Regions from separate parts of the Mus musculus genome. Here region 1 is linked to region 2. Evidence: chromatin contacts called from public Hi-C data. All regions are on one chromosome and are shown on one strand. The core of a region is the stretch at or near the end of the contact, and the rest is flanking DNA. Distances in the headings are between cores, read along the strand shown. Region 1 overlaps Dock8 (dedicator of cytokinesis 8). Region 2 holds the start of Dock8 (dedicator of cytokinesis 8).

The links. Hi-C and Micro-C count contacts between places; a contact is called where the count stands out from the background.
Region 1: a Hi-C map of liver shows a contact between it and region 2, with 1.8 times the contacts expected there. A contact is called at or near these places in 7 of 484 Hi-C or Micro-C datasets (embryonic stem cells, induced pluripotent stem cells, liver and 3 more), 4 of 130 datasets of targeted methods (the NIH/3T3 cell line, craniofacial prominence, hepatocytes and 1 more) and 3 of 9 other capture datasets (adipose tissue, embryonic stem cells and liver).

Annotation. Positions count from the first base shown.
Region 1 is chr19:25,110,720-25,115,911 of GRCm38.p6, reverse strand. The region is part of intron 14 of Dock8 (dedicator of cytokinesis 8); the gene reads right to left. Among named protein-coding and RNA genes, the nearest start is that of Gm34235, 17 kb to the right of the region's middle.
Region 2 is chr19:24,996,093-25,001,367 of GRCm38.p6, reverse strand. Dock8 (dedicator of cytokinesis 8) reads right to left here and starts at 1,839. Exons shown (of 48, transcript NM_028785.3): 1 at 1,665-1,839. The coding sequence starts at 1,717.

The sequences.
Region 1 (5,192 bases), core at 2,457-4,956, 110 kb before region 2:
CTGAGTAGATATGTATGTATATGTATGTATATATGTATGCATGTGTGCCTGATGCATGCAGAAGCCGGAGAAGGGTGTTAGAGCCCTGGGGATTGGAGTTAATAGATGCTTGTGAGCCATCATGTGGGTGCGAGGGCCCTTTGGAAGAGCATCCAGTGGTCTTAACCACGGAGGCATCTTTCTAACACAGCAGTTCTTTCTCAATTCACTTTTGCTTCCTAGAGAGGGATCTTTGAAAAATATAAAGAGCTGTATCTGGCCCCTCCCTACCATGGTTTCCCAAACTTTTATTGTGGATCTTTTTTTTTTATGATTTATTTATATGTGACCATTTTGCCTGTGTGCATGTGTGTGCTCTGTGGGCACGCCTGCTGTTCTTGAAGGTCAGAAGAGGATGTCAGCTCCCCTAAAATGAATTAGGGATGCTTGAGAGCCACCATGCAGGTACTGGAACCAAACCTGACGACTCTGCAAGAGCAATACGTATTGTTTGTTTGTTTGTGAGACAGCCCTGGCTGACCTGGAACTATATAGACCAGACTGGCTTCAAACTTATAAACACCCACCTGACTCTGCCTCCCAAGTTTTAAAGGCCTGGGCCACCACATCTAGAACAAAGACTCTGTACTGGCTAGTTTTGTGTCAACTTGACACAGCTGGAGTTATCACAGAGAAAGGAGCTTCAGTTGAGGAAATGCCTCCATGAGATCCAACTGTAAGGCATTTTCTCAATTAGTGATCAAGGGGGAAAGGCCCCTTGTGGGTGGTGCTATCTCTGGGCTGGTAGTCTTGGGTTCTATAAGAGAGCAGGCTGAGAAAGCCAGGGGAGGCAAGCCAGTAAAGAACAACCCTCCATGGCCTCTGCATCAGCTCCTGCTTCCTGACCTGCTTGAGTTCCAGTCCTGACTTCCTTAAGTGATGAACAGCAATGTAGAAATGTAAGCTGAATAAACCCTTTCCTCCCCCAATTTGCTTCTTGGTCATGATGTTTGTGCAGGAATAGAAACCCTGACTAAGACAAACTCTTAACCTCTGAGCAAATTCTCTAGTTCTCTGACTTTATTTTTCATTGCTTTTTCCACATTGACTTTTTTCGGTTAGCACATTTAAACAATACTCCTGACCCCACTGCCTTCTCTCCAGCAGTTCCCACAGCTTTCTCAGCTTTCTGAACACTGGGGCTTCAGATCATATGGCACAGCCTCCCAGTTTTCTCCTAACATCTCATCTAACTGATCTATGCCACATCCTGCATCTCTCTCTCACATACAAATACAGGCTCATGTTACTTTATAGTCACATAATTCTATCTATACATGATTATGATTGTGAAAGTAATACATGACCACAGCTGTATAATGTGCACAGGTTTTTACCAATGAATAGCTGAAAAGCACAGGAAAGTATTTAACACTAAAGGATTCTTTAGAAGAAAACAGCAACCATTCATTATTCCTGTGTGAGGCGAACTATGGTAAAAACTTTAGCATGTTTCCATTTAGTCTTTTCCATCATACAATAAATATTTTTTAAAAATCAAACTGTGTATACAATTTCGTGTTTTAGTGTCTAATACTGTTCAATTATAGCCATTTCCAATGTTATTAGATATTCTTCATAATCATGATTTTAATTACTGAACACTACTTCATATAATGAATGTGCTGCAGTATATAATAGCCCCCAAAGCACATTTATGTGATTTTTCTCCCTTTCATTGATTATAGAGCTGTGATGAACACCTTGTATCTTGATCTTTTGCCATGCAGTAGACTTTTGAAAGAATTCTTTTAAACCCTGGAGTGCTCCGATTTTCATGTTTAGATTAATTGATAGCCACTGATCATCCTTTAATGCTGTGCTTGGAGGACTGATGAGCTAGGGTTTGAAAATGCTTTGAAGCAGCTGGATGAAGGGCGTGTAAGTCACTCTAGCAGTGGCCTGCTGGACTGGACAGTGTGGTTCGCTGTTACCACTCTCGTCTTTGACCCCAGTAAGCAGGCACCACAGACCTGTCCCCTATGACCCAACACCAGTCAACTGTTTTGCACAGTGCTTCTGAAGGGGTTGCTAGACCTTTTCGAGTGTCACCAGCATACCTGTCAAGGTTATGTTGATACTGTCTGCACACACACAACAGAAGAAAAAGTCTTAGAGAATTTGGTTTAATATCCCTTTTTGCAGACCATGAAACCGACTCCCAGAAAAGTAGAGTGAGTTTGCCTAAAATGTTTTTGAGAAGATTGTTTTCCTAAGGACCACCATATTCCTTACTGACAAGAATGCTAAGTAATGTCTTTGGCAGATTAGCATCTCTTACAGAATGAACAGAAGAGAATAATGCTTTCCTTTTGACAGGGAAGATCTCTATGTCTAGTCTGTAATCCAGAGCTTGTATCAGAGAAGAGTAATCTTAGTCAACTGGTCAACAGACTCATGTAATTTATAGTATAAGTTAGTATTAAGGAAAATTGTAAAAATTACATTATTGAAGAGCCTGTAAGAAGACAGTCCATATTGTAAACAGGAATCACTCATATGAAGAATGAAGCTGTTTTGACAGGTTCTGTAATAACTAGAGGCCTCATGAATGTGCAAGGCATCTGAGCCTCATCTTATTTTTTTTAATCACATTTGGAGAAATGTAATCAAAGAGATGTTTTTTACTTATATGCATCCCAGCTTAGAGAAGGAGAAAGTTGGATGTTACCCTTCCAAAGAGTGTTTTAAGCATCCTTCAGATGGATTCTCTTGATTAGCAGCTCTATAGGTTGTTAATTCTTCCCACAGATTCAGGAATATGCCATTTATATACTTATGACTGTGTGTGGAGAGCCATGAGCAATCGCCATCATGAGCCTCCGCTGTGCCTAACTGGTAAACAAGTAATGTGCGCAGGTGCAAGAGTAAATAAGTCACTGCCCATCCCGGGGCGTAGTAGTGGGGTGATGAGTGAGCAGCTAATCAGGAGCTGACATGTCACACGAAGGGGTATATAGGCGGCACCATTTTCCTTGTTCGGGGTCTTCCTTCAGATGAAGCAATAAAGCTTTGCCGTAGAAGAATCCGGTTGTCCGAGTGAATTCTTGGTAGCGAGATACTAGCTCGGGATAACTGTGTGTATATATATGTGGTTATCATCTTCCAGTGCTAGAAGTCGAGCCTAAGGTCTTACACATGCTAGGCAAGCATTGAGCTTTGTCCCTAGCCCTCAGCTTAGTTTAAAACTCATTTGAGGTCCAGGACTAACTGTGGAACTGCAGCCATTCATAGATCAAACATTGAACTCTTTTTTTCTTACCATCTTGGCACTGTCCTTTATTTCCTTTGTGGAGAACAGGTTAGCCCAAAGGAACATTTAAAGCCACAGCATAAAAACACATTAGTTTGGCTTTTCCTAAGTTTAGTCTATCCCTTATCTAAAAGGGCAAGGAAAGGAAGAGAAAAGCTCACCCTTACCCCTTTCCCCAGGACAACACTCAAGCACTTTCCAGAGGCTTCTACAGCTCTGTTAGGATCAAGGAGCAAGTCAGCTCTCATAGAAAGCATGTTAGCTTCTGTTGGAACAACTGGACAACTTAAATGGCTCTGTAGCTGAGCTTCGAGATCACATCAGCCAGCAGGAAGGGAACAAAGTGCAGAGCACACTGAAAGCCAAACAGGCGAAAGGGTGGAATAAACCCTCTGTCAGAAGGACGAGCTGGCCACAAGAGTGAGGTCCACGGAGAAGTTTCATGAGCCAGTGACATTCCTGGAGCACCAGCTGCTGCTGAGCTCCTTAGAGCGAATGCGCTTTCTGTGCAAAGGTGACAGATGATGTCACAGTGAATACCTTATCACTGATCAGGTCAGGGGACCACGACTTCAGCGGGATGGAAACTATGCCACAGGGAGGAAAGTCTATGATAGCGGTGACAGAGACCGTTTTCTGGTTAGTGAGAGTAGAGAGCAAGCCAACCCTTCATGCGGTGTTCCCACGTCTTCCACTCCTGACCCGGGTCTCCTAGACCACGGTTTGAATAAGATATATTTGTGTTTCTTACTTCTGCACTTGCCAAGGTACACAAGGAAGGGCAGCCAGCAGAGCCAGAATGCAGCCTCTGGAACTCTGGGAAGACTTCACCGCAGGCTTAGAGATCCCAACAAGCACCACGGATCAACAAAAGCACCACGGATCAGCGATCACTGTTCATGGCAAACCCTGGACGCTTCTTCCCTGTGTGTGTCTCTTTGAAAGTGCAGCTGAGGAGAGTCAAAGGCTTTCTTTCCACACACGATGTTGGGTAAAAACCCAGAATGCAACTAAACAAACAAACAAACAAACAAAACAAACAAACCCCGCCAAAAACCAAAAAAAAAAAAAAAAAAAAAAAAAAAAAAAAAAAAACCACACCAAACCAAATCAAACAAAACACAAAGACTCTGACAGGGCTAAAAGTTAGGCAGAACATGAGGACCTATGAAAGCAGGGGCTGGAAAAGACTGGGAAATGAAAAGCAGTAGGTTTGACTTTGAAATGGAATTGGTGCCAATTTTAGCTTTCTTTCTGTTATTTCAATATGCAGCCTGGGATGAAGGAATGATATCTAAATGCACTTTTTTTTAATGGAGGAAAAAAAAGTACTGATTTTCTATTGTATGGGCTGTCTTCTGTACACTGGCACTGCTGGTAAATTACGTGTTTCTGTAGCAGAGCAAACTGGGTTTTAAGTTCATTTCCTGACCTGTTGTAAAAGGGTTGCTGTCAACCGTCGTGCACGAGGATGCCTGTGAACACGGTGACATCCCCAAGTCTAGATCTCAGCAGAAGTGCAGAGCTTGGGGATGTGGAGGCTGGATCAAACCCTCCGGATTGCTCTCCCCACCTCTCACTGTCTCTAGCTTCTGTGTCTCTCTTGCTTTCTCTGCATCTTTAATTTGCAGGTGTATGTCTTCCTGCCTCTTCCCAACTCCCCATCTCTGTGTGTTTCTGAATACCACCCCTCACTCTGTCACTGCCTCTGTGACAACTGAAACCCGTTTCTTTTCTTTTCTTTTTTGGTTTTTCGAGACAGGGTTTCTCTGTATAGCCCTGGCTGTCCTGGAGCTCACTTTGTAGACCAGGCTGGCCTCGAACTCAGAAATCCACCTGCCTCTGCCTCTCGAGTGCTGGAATTAAAGGTGTGCGCCACCACACCCGGCTCTTGAAACCT
Region 2 (5,275 bases), core at 590-3,089:
AAAGCCGGTACACAGTTGCAACCCTGGCAATCAGAAAGTTGAAGCAGGTCAAGTGCTCGGAGTTCAAGGCCAGTTTGTGAAACAAAGTGAGAGACCTTGGAGAGACAGAAAGAAGGGGAGGAGGGAGGAGACCAAACATGAGAAAAATATAAAATGTGTATGCCCAATGGGATATACTTAGTTTGCAGCAAAACTTTGTAAGGAAATTTGAATGTAGCCTGGCTCTTGGTTTTCCTAACACTGTTTTGCTTGGGTGGTTGCTTCTGTTTTGTTTCCTTGTTGCAAGGTCTCTGTATGCAGCCTAGACTGGCATCCAGCTTGTGATTGTCTTGTCTCAGCCTCCTGAGGGCTGGGATGATGGGTAAGTCCACCACTTCTGGCTAAGGACTTTAATCCTCCACCCTTGGGTTATACCAACCCCGAAGCTCCTTGCAAGAGCGTCTCCAGGCTTGCATTAGGTCCCAGACAGTCACTTCAGATCAGTCTCACCCCTCCTGAATCCCTAACAGCTTCCTGCCCTTGTTCCTTGTTTCCTGGCTTTTTTTCTTTCTCATGACAGGGACAAAGAGAGGAGAAGCGGGGAAGGCAATGATGACAGCCATCAAAACTTCCTATGCCCCTACGGCCCCACTGCAGCCAGGACAGCCTGATGAGGGGAAAGGCTCCGATAGGAAGACTGAATTATGATATAGTTACCCTTTAGCATTTGTATACAGTCCACATTAATAATTAAACTAATTGGACAGATGAAATAGTGAAGGAAGTGAAAGGTCTTGCTCACAACTGCACAGGGAAACTCCACTGGCCCTCTGTGGTCCTTACCGCTCACTATTCAAGGATGGTGATTCCTAGTGACTCCAGCTTCACTCACTAGCAGCCCAAAGATGAATTACTGTGGGCCAGCGTCCCACATGCAAAAACAAACAAACAAGAACAAGAAAAAAACACCAACCCTGGAAGTCCTCCAGAGCGCTGCCCTTCCACATTATCTTTTAGCCAGGCAGTCTAGATTTCCCAGGTCAAGGCAAAAATGCCCCCTTGAATACTTGTCAGCAGTTTTCAGTGGAGGAAACGCCGCCGCTTGAGTCTACCGAGAACTTTATGAGTAGTCAACTCACAGAGATGTGGCGTGTGCAGCTCTGTTTATAAATTGGAAATCCCTGTGTTCTTCACTTTTCTAGAGTGCTAGAAATCTTTAAACGTCAGCTACAGCTCATTCCCTTTCGCTTATTTAAAGGAGGAATTTTTTTAAAATCATTTTTTCCACTTCATGGTTGGCTCCTTTTGGACCAAGGTATAAAAATAGCGCTGCCATCCAAAGCCAAGATGTTTTTTGGAAAGAGGGGGTTGAAAGAGCCCTAACCCTGGACCACGGACCGATCTGCTTCAAAGCAGGGCTGATTTTCAGCCACTTAGCTTCTTTCCGCTGTCTCCCGACTGGAAGGAAGGCGCAATTTGTTAAGCCAAGTTCGGGCGCGCGACCCCGCGCTCCGGGTCGGGCCACCTGTCTCAGAACAGCGAGGGCGGCGGGAGCCACGCCGGGTTGGGGAGGTGGCGCAAGACGCTGGTCCGGACAGCAGCGCGGGTGACAAGAGGACGAGAATGAGTCGCCACGGGGACCGGCGCGCCCCGCCGCGGACTGGCCAGGAACCGCGCCGTCTTACCTGTTGATCTTGAGCGCGAAGGCGCGGCGCTCGGCGCTCGGCAGCGTGGCCATGGCGCGCGCGCGCGGTTCCACGGCTTCGGGGCTCGCGGGGCTGCGGGGGGACGGGACCCGAACGCACAGCCGCTGCAGAGCCCGGCGCGCCCGGCGCCAGCCTCATCTGTCAGCCGCGCCGCGGAAACTTCCGCATTTCCACCTTGGCCGCGCAGCTCCCGGGGGGAGGGCTCTGCTCCCTCCGCCGCCCGCGGCGCCGCCCGGCCTGGCACGCACCGAGCGCTTGGCGAGGGCGTGGACGCCGCGCCGAGCCGCGCTCCGGATACTCAGAGTCGCCGGCCGCAGGCGCGCGTTTCCCCCGCCGCTGACCCGGGACCGACGGGCACGGTGGCTGCGGAGCGCGGACCGCGAGAGCTGGCCGGAAACGCCGGCGGCCGGAGCCGGAGGGCGACTGGGGCAGTGAGCGCTGGATCCAGAAGCAGCCAGCGGGGTCTGGAGGGGCCACCCGGTGGATTGACGCCATTCCTGGGAACATTTCTTTTTAAGGCAGCCTCTTAGGACATCAGTCGACTTTTTCCCAGCCGAAGGCGCACTGTCATTCATGGGACACTTTATTATAATGGCTGCATCCCACGAGTAAATATTAGGAGCTATATGACTTTTCATTTTAGAACCTGAGGGAATACACAGCATTGAGATTGACCGGTATCTCAACAGAGTTCTGTTTTACATGGAGAAACCTGACCAGACCACAAAGGAGAAATCTGGAGAAATAAAAATAAAAATAATCCCCAAAGGATGAGCGTGGAAAAGACTGTGCCTATTTCAAGTAATATATTTGGTCCAAGTTGTGTTGTATGAACTCCGTGTGTTTCCACTTGTCAACTTGCCTTCGGAAACACGAAAGGGCTATATTTTTGGCTCAAAGCTGCAGAGTCTAGATATGGAAGCCACAAGCCACATGTGGCCGTTGGCCACTTGAATTTTTGGTTAGTCTAAAGTGAGATGGGTTGGAAAATAAATACACACTGGGTTTCCAAGACAGTACAGAAAAAAAATAAGGCAAAATGTCTTAATTTTTGTATTGATTGCATGTTAAAAACAATCCTTTGGAAGCTGTTAAGTTAAGAAACATATTATTAAAGATAATTTCACCTGTTTGTTTTTCCCTGTATTAAAATGTGGCTCCCATTAAGAAGATGTAAAAATTACTTCCTTAGCTCACATTTGCTGGCACATTGAGTTCTTACTGAACAACACTGGTCCACTACAACTTAATTTGTAACCTAATACTAAAATACTGGCCGACCATATGCTATTTATTCTTGGCAGCCTTCTTCCTCTGCTTCTGGGTAGGTAGTTGAGCAAACCTTCAGAGCTGGTTAGGTAACTCTCCCCCTCCCTCATACCAATGCCTTTAAACATAAAAGACAATGTGTACAACATAACAATACAGAGACTCTAAGTACAGACCGACAGAAAACACGACTTTAATAAACGAGGCCAACTATTCCTTGTAATCCAAACCTGTAATCTCCACTACTCAGAAAGCTGAGGCAAGAAAGAGGATCACAAATTCAAGGTCTGCCTGTGCTACAAAGCAACTGCAAGGCCTAACATTCTCAAGGGCCTGGATTCATTCCCAGGGTCAATTTTCTAGAAGGCTTAAAAATATATATCTGTTGTTTCTAACTTCCAAAGGTCTCCTAAAGATATTTACTACAATGGGATTTATGGGGAAATACTTGGATAGAAAAATATTAAAAGAATAATTGTGTGTGTGTGTGTATCTTCATTCTGTGAACAATAAGTAACCCATTGAAACATTTTTACCAGAGCCTTTAGTCCACGTACAGGTGGGCTTGTCTTGGGTTTCTAAATGTTCATGGCATGCACTTTCATACAAATCAAAAATATACTTGGTTCCACATAAACCCAAGTAAAATGTAATGAGGTTATCTTAAATGGCTCAGATATTTCCATTAGGGAAACTTTTTTGAGCCGGTCAGGAGTATATCATGGCACCTCACACCTTGCCTCACATTATACTATATTCAATGTATAATATCTGACTGTGGAGCTGAGCTTAATCTAATTACCGTTATCCATGTTGTCATTTTATGCTTAGAAATACCTTCACATTCCCTTAACAGTCACTGAGATCATCAAGAATGTTATCTATGGAGCTAGCCATAGCTTTATCTGCTCTCTAACGAATTCACGGTTCACCAGCAAACCTCAGGAGTGGCCATCCTAACGTCTCCTCTCTGCATGTTCACTGTCTCTGCAGTTCCCTATACTCGAGCTTCTCTCTTTATTCCTCCAGGCAGAGCTAACTGCAAGGCTTCCCTTCCTCATTTGCTGGCCTCTCTGGCCCTTCCTCCTTCTCTTTAGCCTTGTGTCATTCAACTTTGTTTCCCTTTTCACAAAACCTTGCTCTTGACTTCTGCAACCAGCCATCCCTGCATCAATTATCTTAACTTCTCATTTAGGTTTCCCCAAACTTTATTTTTCTGTAAATTGCGTCTCTCTTGTATTATTTAACACACAACTAAATGACACCCGAACTGGGCACTGTTTCGAGCCCCTTTACAATTAACCAGTTACCTAATTCATAATAACCACTAAGTAATGCCATTGTCTCTACCCTACAACAGAGGAAACCGAGGAGCTGATGGATTACAATGACTTGGCCCAGATCACAGAGCAGTGAGTGCAGGGCCATTTCCTATCCCAAAGCTCTGCCTGTCACCTAGACACTTCCGTTTAAACATCTTCTAGCTCCATAGAGCTAATGGCTCTCCCTCTTACGATCACTCACAGCTGTTGTTGGCAATGCCTCCCTATTCCTCGGATTTAAACTTTGGACTTACTGAGTAAGTTAAAAGCCTCAAGTCCCGGCTATGGCTTCTGCTTTGAGTTGACTATGATCCCAATGACCACCACCTTTGAATCAGAATCCTTCACCTTGGATGACCTTCACCTACATGCTGCTGTCTGGACTAAAGAAAGTGTCAGCTGTAGCTTCCCCCTCACCTTTACCTTTCAGCTCTAACCACCTTCCGGGGGCGGTCACACATTCTGTATAAAGTATCACTTCTTCATAAACATACCAGTGTTCGTACGGATTCCATCCTGGCTCATGGGTTCATGTCAGGATAACAAAAACCACTCCCTGCTCCACGCCTTGCTTATTCTGGTCTAATTGGTCTCTGCCACTGGCCTACATCCCTGCCAACTACCCTTCGTAGTTTCTCGGCAGCCTCCATGATCAAGTGAATCCTCCCCTCAGTGACTGACAGGCCTGCCTCAGTCAAAGCAGGGCAGAGCCACAACTCATCACCGAGAAGACAGTGGTCTTTCTTCTGGGGCCTTCCTATCTGTTATTCCTCCTGCTCTCTTCAGCCTACATTACCACCAGTTCTCTCCATCCTTCAGGGATTGAGGCAAGTTTTTATGTCCCACGCAAGGGAGAACTTCTCTCAGTTTGTCAGCGCTCTTTCTTGGTTTGGAAGCGTATCTCACTGTCAGTAAACACATCCTAATAGAATTCAGGCTGCACCAGGGTCGGTCTACATTGAGAACCGAGGCCGTTGGCACATCTCCTCCCTTCTTGCA